Regions from separate parts of the Zea mays genome. Here region 1 is linked to region 2. A link is a contact called in public Hi-C data. All regions are on one chromosome and are shown on one strand. The core of a region is the stretch at or near the end of the contact, and the rest is flanking DNA. Distances in the headings are between cores, read along the strand shown.

The links. A called contact is a pair of places that touch in the nucleus more often than the background predicts.
Region 1: a contact with region 2 is called in a Hi-C map of leaf, with 5 times the contacts expected there. The contact joins the promoter of LOC100501444 here to the promoter of LOC103640610 in region 2. A contact is called at or near these places in 2 of 25 Hi-C or Micro-C datasets (both in leaf).

The regions. Positions count from the first base shown.
Region 1 is chr1:178,636,651-178,642,090 of Zm-B73-REFERENCE-NAM-5.0, forward strand. It overlaps LOC100501444 (9-cis-epoxycarotenoid dioxygenase 1, chloroplastic-like), which reads left to right and starts at 2,589. Exons shown (of 1, transcript XM_023301399.2): 1 at 2,589-4,515. The coding sequence starts at 2,764. The coding sequence ends at 4,056.
Region 2 is chr1:178,490,723-178,496,297 of Zm-B73-REFERENCE-NAM-5.0, forward strand. It overlaps LOC103640610 (translation initiation factor eIF-2B subunit delta), which reads right to left and starts at 3,143. Exons shown (of 8, transcript XM_035964144.1): 1 at 2,691-3,143; 2 at 1,854-1,997; 3 at 1,074-1,426; 4 at 1-244. The coding sequence starts at 3,030.

The sequences.
Region 1 (5,440 bases), core at 1,339-3,838, 150 kb after region 2:
CCGATTGAAAACTTATTGCACTAATAATCAAGCTGAATATGAGGCCCTCCTATTCGGTTTAGAACTTTTAAATGGTATGGGAGTAAAACATGTGAAGGTATTTGGTGATTCTCAGCTGATTGTCCAACAAGTGTTAGAAGAATATCAATGTGTCGATGGTACTCTAAATAGTTACCTTGAGAAATGTTGGAGCATAATTCATTCTTTTGACGAATTCAGTATTCGGCATATCTCTAGAGTTGAGAATCATAGAGCTAACGATTTGGCACAAGATGCATCAGGTTATCGGATAAAGAGAGGAAAGTTTCACAGAACTGAAAATCTGATAACCAGTGCAAAGCCAAATTCCCAGGTCGCGGACCGTCCGCATGATGACGTCGGACCGTCCGGGGTTACCAGAAATGTTCTTTTGATCAATTCGGCCGACAATGAGGCCGATGCAAGTGATTGGAGGACACCTATACTTAATTATCTACGAAATCCCAATATAAGGACAGATAAGAATATTCGGCGAACAGCTTTCAAGTATGTTTTGATGAGTGATGAACTTTACCGCCGAACAGTCAATGATATCCTGCTTAAGTGCTTGGGCCCAGATGATGCTATATTAGCCATGGCCGAAGTACATGAAGGAATTTGTGGTACTCATCAATCAGCTCCAAAGATGAAGTGGTTGTTGCGAAGGTCTGGTTTTTATTGGCCTAGTATGATAGCTGATTGTTTCAAGTACTACAAGGGTTGCCAAGTGTGTCAAAAATTCGGCGACCTACAGTTAGTCCCTGCAGCCGAATTACATCCTATCATCAAGCCTTGGCCGTTCAGAGGATGGGGATTAGACTTTATTGGAGAAATTCATCCTTCATCATCAAAGGGGCATCGGTTTGTGTTAGTCGCCACTGACTACTTCACCAAATGGACTGAAGCCGTTGCTCTAAAGAACATGACACACAAGGAGGTAATTGAGTTTATAACTGAGCATATTATTCATAGATTCGGCATTCCCCAGACCTTAACTACAGATCAAGGTACTTCTTTCATGTCAAAGGAGGTACGTGAATTTGCTGAATTATACAGAATTAAGCTGCTTAATTCATCTCCATATTATGCTCAGGCCAATGGACAGGCCGAGTCTAGTAATAGGACGTTGATTAATTTGATAAAAAAGAAGATATCTGATAATCCTAAACATTGGCATAAGATTTTGTCTGAAGCTTTATGGGCTCATAGGATATCTAAACATAGGGCTACTAAAGTATCTCCTTTTGAGCTTGTCTATGGGCAGGAAGCAGTGTTGCCTGTGGAAATAAGTTTGAATGCTGTCAGGTTCGCCAGACAAAATGATCTAACTGCTACTGATTATTATGATTCAATGATTGATAATATTGATGAGGTGACCGACAAGAGGATGATAGCTTTGGGAGCAATAGAAAAGGACAAGATCATGGTAGCCAGAGCCTACAACAAGAAGGTCAAAGCAAAATCATTTCAAGTAGGGGACCTGGTGTGGAAGACCATTCTGCCTCTAAGGAATAAAGACCGGAAGTTCGGGAAATGGTCACCAAGCTGGGAAGGTCCTTATAAAGTAAAACAGGTGATGTCTGGCAACGCCTATTTACTACAAACATTACAAGGCAAGGACTTGCCTAAGGCTTTGAATGGGCGTTTCCTCAAACAGTACCATCCTAGTATGTGGCAAGATGCCTAAGAGAACCGATGTAATCACATCGAGTTAGTTGCTTTTGGTTTGCTCAACTCCACCAAAAGGCAGGGGGGCATATGTTGAACCCCAAATTGAGCAGGCGGACGGTCCGGCCCTGAGGCCGGACGGTCCGCGGTCCGGACAGTCCGCGCCTGTGGGCCGGACGGTCCGCGCATGCGCAGAGCAGTTTAGGGTTCCGAGTTTTGTGCTATGTTTGTTGGCTAGATTTGCGGAATTAGCTCGGAATCCAGTCGTGTAAAGGGTCCAGCCCCCCTCCTCTATAAAAAGAGAGGTCTACGGCCGATTAACCATCAACAATCGAATCAATACAACTTCTATTCGCATTTATTTCCAGTACAATTAGGAGTAGTTCTAGTCTAGTTCTAGTTTAGCCTCTCGATCCCCAAATTCTCCGCCTCTCCTCGACTCTACGTCGATTAGAGGAGTCTAGGTCGGCCGGCCCGAGCCTAGACAACCCCTAGGATCTCTCCTCCCCGACGGGGTCCCTCCCGGGAGCGAGATCCAGGCGCCGTCGGCGATCTTCCGCCGCCCCTGCACACGCGCGGACCGTCCGGCCCCAGGGCGCGGACCGTCCGGACGTCAGGCAGGAAAACCTAGCCCCTGCGCCAGGTCGCGGACCGTCCGGCCCCAGGCCGCGGACCGTCCGCGCCTGACCAGAGAGCACCGCCGCCGGTTCTTCTTGAGTATTTGGCGCTCCGAAAAGGCGTCAACAGCCGGCTCCCGCTCCCTCTCCGGCAGCCGGCGAGCGGGGCGGCGGCGAGAAAGGGCTGGGCTTCCTGCAGCGCGCGGCGGCGGCGGCGCTGGACGCGTTCGAGTCGGGCGTGATCGCGGGCCTGCTGGAGCGGCCGCGCGCGCTGCCGCGGTCGGCGGACCCGGCCGTGCAGATCGCCGGCAACTTCGCGCCGGTCGGCGAGCAGGCGCCGGTGCGGTCGCTGCCGGTGTCGGGCCGCATCCCGCCGTTCATCTCGGGCGTGTACGCGCGCAACGGGGCCAACCCCTGCTTCGAGCCGTCGGCGGGGCACCACCTGTTCGACGGCGACGGGATGGTGCACGCGGTGCGCATCCGCAACGGCGCGGCCGAGTCGTACGCGTGCCGGTTCACCGAGACGGCCAGGCTCCGGCAGGAGCGCGCGCTGGGGCGGGCCGTGTTCCCCAAGGCCATCGGCGAGCTGCACGGGCACTCCGGGATCGCGCGCCTGGCGCTGTTCTACGCGCGCGGGCTGTGCGGGCTCGTCGACCCGTCCCGCGGCACGGGGGTCGCAAACGCCGGCCTCGTCTACTTCAACGGCCGTCTCCTGGCCATGTCCGAGGACGACCTGCCGTACCAGGTGCGCGTGACGGCCGACGGCGACCTCCGCACCGTCGGCCGCTACGACTTCGGCGGGCAGCTCGCCGGGTGCGGCAGCATGATCGCGCACCCCAAGCTTGACCCGGCGTCCGGGGAGCTGTTCGCGCTCAGCTACGACGTGATCAAGCGGCCCTACCTGAGGTACTTCTACCTGCGGCCCGACGGCGGCAAGTCGGGCGACGTGGAGATCCCGCTGGAGCAGCCCACCATGGTGCACGACTTCGCCATCACGGAGCGGTTCGTGGTGGTGCCCGACCACCAGGTGGTGTTCAAGCTGGGCGAGATGCTGCGGGGCGGGTCCCCCGTGGTGCTGGACGCGGGCAAGACGTCCCGGTTCGGCGTGCTGCCCAAGTACGCGCGCGACGCGTCGGAGATGGCGTGGGTGGACGTGCCGGACTGCTTCTGCTTCCACCTGTGGAACGCGTGGGAGGATGCCGGCACCGGGGAGGTGGTGGTGGTCGGGTCCTGCATGACCCCCGCCGACTCCATCTTCAACGACGCCGACGACGGGCGCCAGCTGCAGAGCGTGCTGACGGAGATCAGGCTCGACACGCGCACGGGCGCGTCGACGCGGCGCGCCGTGCTGCCGGCGTCGGCGCAGGTGAACCTGGAGGTGGGGATGGTGAACCGGAACATGCTGGGGCGGCGGACGCGGTACGCGTACCTGGCCGTGGCGGAGCCGTGGCCCAAGGTGTCCGGGTTCGCGAAAGTGGACCTGGGCACGGGCGACGTCGTCCGGTTCGACTACGGCGACGGGCGATTCGGCGGGGAGCCCTGCTTCGTGCCCGCCGAGGGCGCGGCGCCGCGCGGCGAGGACGACGGGTACATCCTATCCCTGGTCCGCGACGAGCGCAAGGGGACGTCGGAGCTCCTGGTGGTGAACGCGGTGGACATGCGGCTGGAGGCCACGGTGCAGCTCCCCTCCCGCGTGCCCTACGGCTTCCACGGCACCTTCATCAGCGAGCGGGAGCTGGAGGCCCAGGCCTGATGACGAGATTTTCTTGATTGATTGCTTGGTTCTTTCTTTACGCTGACGACGACTGATGATCGGTCCATCCCCTCCATATCGCTCTGCTCCTCGTCCTCTGGAGCAGGGGAGGGAGGGAGAAGGTTGTTACCAGAGGGAGCCTGAGCCCGTACATAGGAGGTCCCCGGAGCCTTGTTCCCCATATGCAATGCAATACTGGCACTCTTCTTGTACCATGTTTTTTTTAAAAAACAAGCATGGCTTAGTATGGCTAGCCAGTGACAGTGAGTAGTAGGGTCAGTCCACAGCACAGCAGAGAGAAGAGAAGGGGGGGCAGCAGCTTGCCAGCTTGTGTTGCACTCGCTGTCACTTTTGTGCTTGTGGGGAGGGTGCCAACTGCCAAAACAGCTGGTGCTCTGTTTCCACCTCCACACTGTGAGTGTGTTTGGATTGGAGGTGCTGGTAGCACAGGTACAGTACAGTAGCAGCCCAGTGGCTGGCTATGAATTGAACCACCCAGTTGCTGCAACTGAGGTGATATTGTTGATGTCACTCACATGCATGTACCATCTCTGTTCTGTTCCTCCTCCATACACCACTGTTTCTGATCCTCATATACATACAAATACAGATACAACAATGATGGATGCCCCGCTGAGTTCTTTTTGTTTGCACATGCTGCTCCCGGCCCGGATCCGACTGCGACGACAAGCGAGCGCCTGGCCGCTTGTGAAGGATTTCTGTTGTACCGCTGTTCATCCTTAGTCCTTATTCGGATTATTCACGTTGCACATGGATTGTATATGGATTGAGAGCTAATCGAACAAGCCTTTAGTATTATTTAAAAGAGAGAGAAAAAGGCCCTGGCTTTCCCTAGTCTGATTGCCGCTGTCGGCTTTCCACTTCTCCAGTTCTGGGTGAAGATCACCCGGGAATGAGGTCAACCCAGCTGAATTCAATGGAGCTGTGGTGCGGTAACAAGCCATCGTCCCCGGCGCGCAGTCGCGTCCAGGGTGTATCCTACCGGTACTGTTGGAAACTGGACCGGAAACATCTGAGAAGAAGGTGCGGCCAACCAGCAGCCCAGCGTGCGCGTGGCTGACTGACTGACTGGCGAGCAGATACAGATGCAGAGGCAGCAGCAGCCTGCCTTGTTCGGTTCCTCAGCTTGGTGCCCAAGCATGCAGGATCAGCAGGACGACAACTTGAGTTGCTCATCTTGCGTTGTGCAATAAATATACGTAGTTAGACATGTGTCTATGTAGAATATGCTCTCATACTTGTGTTAATTCTTGTCGGTATTGGACTAATCTCCGTCGGTCGGTACCGACCAACATGAGTTAGCCTGTTGCGACTATTTTTTTTCTCTTCATCTTCCTCTCTGCTCTCTGTAGAGATGAAAATA
Region 2 (5,575 bases), core at 1,893-4,392:
ATGCAAGTGGTAGCTTGGTAATCCTGTTCTTCAAAAATCTAATTGCGTTGCCCATGCTGATTGAAAGTGGTCTGCACTCGATGAGAAATGACACATAGCTACTGATTTTAGCAGTAAGATCTCTATTCAGAATTTTTTCAGAAGGCATGGAGTAATCATTTATTGCCTCTCTGAATGCAAGAAGCATTGCTATACAGCGAGCATTGCCACCAGATATGTCACCAGACAAATATTGAAGTCCAACCTGAAACGTAACACAGGGGACATAAGCTACTTGGTGTTCACCATATGACAATAAATCATTTACCAGATAAGTACCCTCTACTCAAAGACACATGAAAAGAAAAACAAAATTCTGTTTACACCTATCTATTTTATTTCAATTGTGTTGCCCACAGAATCAGTAATAAACATGAACCAAATCGTGATTTCAAGGTTAATCAATGTAACCATTATTTTTATTTTATTTGAAGAGAAGTAAGCACATTGGCTCCCCCTCCGATAAAATAAGAATAATGGTAGGTTTCTTTTACGATATATTAGAAGGGCAGATCTGGTGCAATGGTGAAAGTTGGCTCACTGAAGCACTGGGTCATAGTTTCGAATCAGCCTCTCCACATTTGCGTGGGAAAGGCTTGTCTCGGCTTATCCCTTTCCCAGACCCCACTCATGTAAGAGCCTTCAACACTAGGTATGCCCTATCTTTTACAGTATATTGGCAGCATGTGTAGTTAATTGGGGTGTAAATGATACGGATATTTTCCGATCATATCCAAGTCCGAATCCATTTAGAGTTCAGATCCATCCATATCAGAGTCCAGATATTCAAAATCCCATACCATATCGCTATCTGAATACTCAAATCTCATATTTAGGATGTTGATATCCATTTGTATCATATCCACCATAGCTAGTATTATTCGTATTTGAATCTGAATCCGAATAGAAATATGAAAACAAATGTAATATCAGTCACATCCGAATACGAACAGAAATATGGAAACAAATGTAATATCAGTGATATCCGTCCGTATCCAATCCGCTTGCACCCCTAGTTAGTAGCTAATAATTACCTTGTACACAGAAGGATGCATCAGATCAGGTTGAAAAAATTTTGACTCAAGGTCAGGTAGTTGAGTGCCATGTGCATATTGAGGCAGATGTCTGAACAGTTCGACCCTGTTTTGAGCTTCTGATTGTCTAACAACTGAACGCTTCTTTGCTTTCACCACCCGATGTGTATCGTCAAATTGCATGCGGGGTTGAGGAGCATCTTTTTTTCTATCTTTGTCAGGCGGTCGTTCACCAGTCTTCTTATCAGAAGCAACTGGAGAGTTAACTTGGTTGACATCTTTCTTCAGAGATATCTTTGCTGTTTTGGGTTGCTTGGTGTTAGCATCAGAAGCCATGGCTGTTGATTTCAAACCTGCAATTTTGCACGAAGAGATGAAGTTTGTGTCTGCAGACAGGTCAGGCAAGTAGGGCTGACAATGGGCTCTAAATTTTACACTATAAAATGTAAGGATCGGATCGGATTAGGTCGGGCTCTATTTCTATTCATTTTTTAACTAAAAATAACTTAGGGCCCTTACAAATTGTGAAGGAACATTTGGATCGCGATCCATTACCACCCCTACAGGCGAGTCACTGTTAATGATACAAGATGCAAACAAAGATACTGCCTTCCATCTAAAATGGAACCACTCATTTTTTTTCCAAGTAAAAGACTTAGTTTCACTTTGTATTTCCTTGATAAGATGGTCTGGGGGTTGAGTGCTCTTACTCCCCTTTTAAAAATACGTGGGGTTTTATATTCACCGAGACATTGTAAAGAATGAAAGCAGATCAACTACCTGCCTCCTTGGCAGCGGCTTTGGCAGCACGCTGGGACTCCTGAATGGCACGTCTCTCTGCTTTAGAAAGCTTTGGTTTCTGCGAAACTGGAGTCGGAGGAGCATGCTCATTCTTTCTTTCAGTAAGGTGTCTCTTGTTTGGTTCTGAAATAAACAGCAGAAACAGATTCTGCAATAAATGGCAACAGAAGAAAAGTAATTCTTCAAACCAATGCTGATAGGCATAGTGTGCTGTTTTCCATGCCTTAGAAAGCATCGAAACTGTCAACCAATCCTACATGTTAAACCAAGGCGAGTGATCCTACGATGTGACCCATGCTGAACGGTCCGGATTGATTACACATGCACGGAGCCAGCCACAGACGGAACAAGCATATCGAAACCGTAACTAATGGATCACAGTATGATCTTCTGGTAGCTACCAGCAGTGGTTTTGCTAGTTCAGTCACGATAACTCATGAAACAGGATCGTTGCTGAAATATGCACGTGAAATTGAGTCTCGCTACCTGTAGAACAATTGGTGGCTGTAATATCCCTCCATTCTTAACATGAGACTGGGTTTCCTAATATACTTGTGGTCTGGTCTGACCAACAGAGAACGACGACTGTGGGTGAGCGTGAAGCAATAAAGTGTCCCAGTTGGCTAACAAATTGTTGGAGTGTTTGGTTTGCGGAAGGAAATGGAATGATCCATCATCATCTCATTGTTCTTAATTTCTTTTTGGGTTGGGGGAGAGGAATGGGTTGACGCGTCACCATCACCAGCTACCTCCCCCTTCACACAGATATACCCGTATGTATACTCGTTCGTCTACACAGGTGCACCGGGCACGTACCTGGGAAGGCGGGCGGGGGTGGGCGCGCCCAGGACACGTCGATGTCGTCGTCGTCGTCAAGGTCGGAGACGGCGTCGGGGCGAGACGAGGAGTCCGGGGGCGGGGAAGAAGGCGCGAGGGACTCGGAAGCGGGCGCGACAGGGACGGGGACGGGGACGGGGATGAGCGGGGGCGGGATCATGACGGGGGAGAGGCCGTCGGACGCGGCGGGCGACGCGGGCGCCGGCGTGGCGGCCCCCCGCGCGGGCTCGGCGGCCGTGACGAATCCCACCTGGCGGAACCGCGGCTCCACCCCGCCCGACGCGGTGCGCGGCGGCGGCGGCCCGCGGCGGATGTCCATCGGGTTCGGGCGGCGACGACGGCGACGTCTGGACTGGGGTTCACGACCTGGGCTGGGCACGCCAAGACTCGAGAGTCGAGAGTCGAGACTCGCGGTCTGACTGAGCCGCCCCGTGCGTGTGTGGGCGTCGGTGGGCCCCACCGGTTAGAGGGGTTAGTGGCGCTTTCTGGTTTGATTTGTTCAAGTGGTGGGCTCGGGCCCTCAGACTCAGATTAGCAATACCGTTGGACTTCCCTCCTCCTGGTGCCAGCGAAGAGGCCGGGCCGGAGACCACGGCGTCGCAAAGTTTCAATTCCGGCCCCGTTGCCTGGAGCTGTAGTGGCATCGGGGTTGATGCGCCTCGCGCTTCGTTGCATAGTAGTAGTACTTTTTTTTGGCGATTAATATGTATGATAAATACGTATTGGTTATATATATATATATATATATATATATATATATATATATATATATATATATATATATATATATATATATATACAATTTTTTTGGCGAGCTCGGAGATTATTTGGCTTCTCGGGAAGCGAGATCTTTTTTTGTTGTTATTTTTGTTGATAACTACGTCACCGCGAGAAGTCGTAGGAGTCCATTCCCTTTCTCATCAAACACGACACAGATCATACGAGACACAGGATGTAGGGTTGGGTCTCTTTCTCTTCTATATCTTATGAGGGGTGTACATGTTCCATATATAGAGATGTGAGACCCCTAAGGGTAAAGTCGGTATTTGCCCACATAACCCTAACCAGGGTTACTTAACACTCCCCATTGGTCGAATACCGCGACCAACACATGTCTCGTTAAAACTCTAAAAAACCCAGTGGGAAAACTATGGAGAAAGAGTACATGGTGACGCAAATTGCATTAGCACTTTGTTGCCTCGTTAAAAATCTCATGTGAGAAACTTCAGGAAAACTCACCAAAGAAAAAAAAAGTACAACAACTGTCATCAGGACATATTTTGATCTTCTATATCTAGATTCCATTGAATCTTCTATAAAGGCTAACTTTAGAAATGGGCTCCCCTGATCCTTGCAAAAGTGTCTCAGTATGGCAAAATACCTTATTCTGGAAGTATATGAAGTTATGCACGTAGAGATTTAGCAAAAGATTGCATATTCTTGCAAGGATTATTTCAGGAACTTTACCTCAACTCACTTCTAGCTTACACGAGGTAAGTGAACGTATCAACATAAATAAGTCATTTTTACTAGTGGTGTTCGATCGACTGGATCTACATATCTGATAGAAACTTCTATAAAGCTTCATGTATTGATCATCAAGTTGACACCTCTAGGGCATACTGATATGGCATTCAGTGTCTCGCAATTGTGATCAATATTAAGCATTCGCTCCCCCTGACGATGACATCTGTCAAAGTCTTTATCCCTCGTAATTCAAACACATCCTTCAAGATATGTGTCATTGTTTATCTGAAATAATGAGGGTGGATGAGGCTAGGAAGCTACACCTTTCATTCTATCATACACCACAATGTATACATAATTGTGCAAAGCAAATAACTTATCCTTCCACAGGACTTAGGGGATATTATAATTGTGATAGTACATATTCTAGATATGACTCATCCCTCCAGACGTTCATTCATTACAACTTATATGATGGTGTAACATAAATCCATCAAAGATTGTAATCCATCAGGGATTCTTCATCGATCAGATACATCGTTATAGTCTGTCATTCTGGCACAATGGGGATATTTTGCCAGTAACACCTAAACCTTATAGATTTCTGCCATAAGGGCTTTAGAGGATACCGTAATTTCACATCAAGTGGAAAATACCATGAGTAAAACTCGTGGAATGCACATGTTCATATTCGGTGAACTTCAAGACCTTTGGTACCTCATCTTATTCCTTTTCGGGTCTTTATTGGTCTTTATCCCTTTATATGGGTTATCAAACTTTTGTGTTCAACACATACTTTATTTCTTCTGGAAAGGTTCCATCAAGGAACATAATCTCGTCTAGGAGATATCATTTCTACATAGGAGAGTGTTCATTCGTCAGGAATGTATTATTCGGTACGAGATTTATATGTTGCATATTTATAATTCTAAGATATGAGTCCTCGTAGGATATCATGCGGATCTTCAGAATCCTATTAACTGCATATTTTAATTCATGCCATTTGCTAGATATATTACATAGCGAAACAGTGTTTATTCAACACAAATGTGGGATGGGTCTCTTACAAGACCACTTGAACCATCGCATTCACCACACATTATTTTAATAGTGCCCATAAATGTCCAAACTTCAAGCTCGTGATTTTCATTTTGCGATTATTGGTTCAGCCTCGATTGCATTTATCAATGACCCAATAAGAGAGCTTCAAGCACTCATGCCTAGGACTTTGTTTTGGATCCCTTTGCAATCTATAGAGGCAAGATAGGTGTCGACACATTTGTCTCCCATATTTAATAATGATCTTCGTCATTTCCCAAAACAAAAGATTCATTGTTCCGTATTCCTAGCACAATGATATTGCGCGCATTGCTATAAATTTCATCATCAAGATGAAC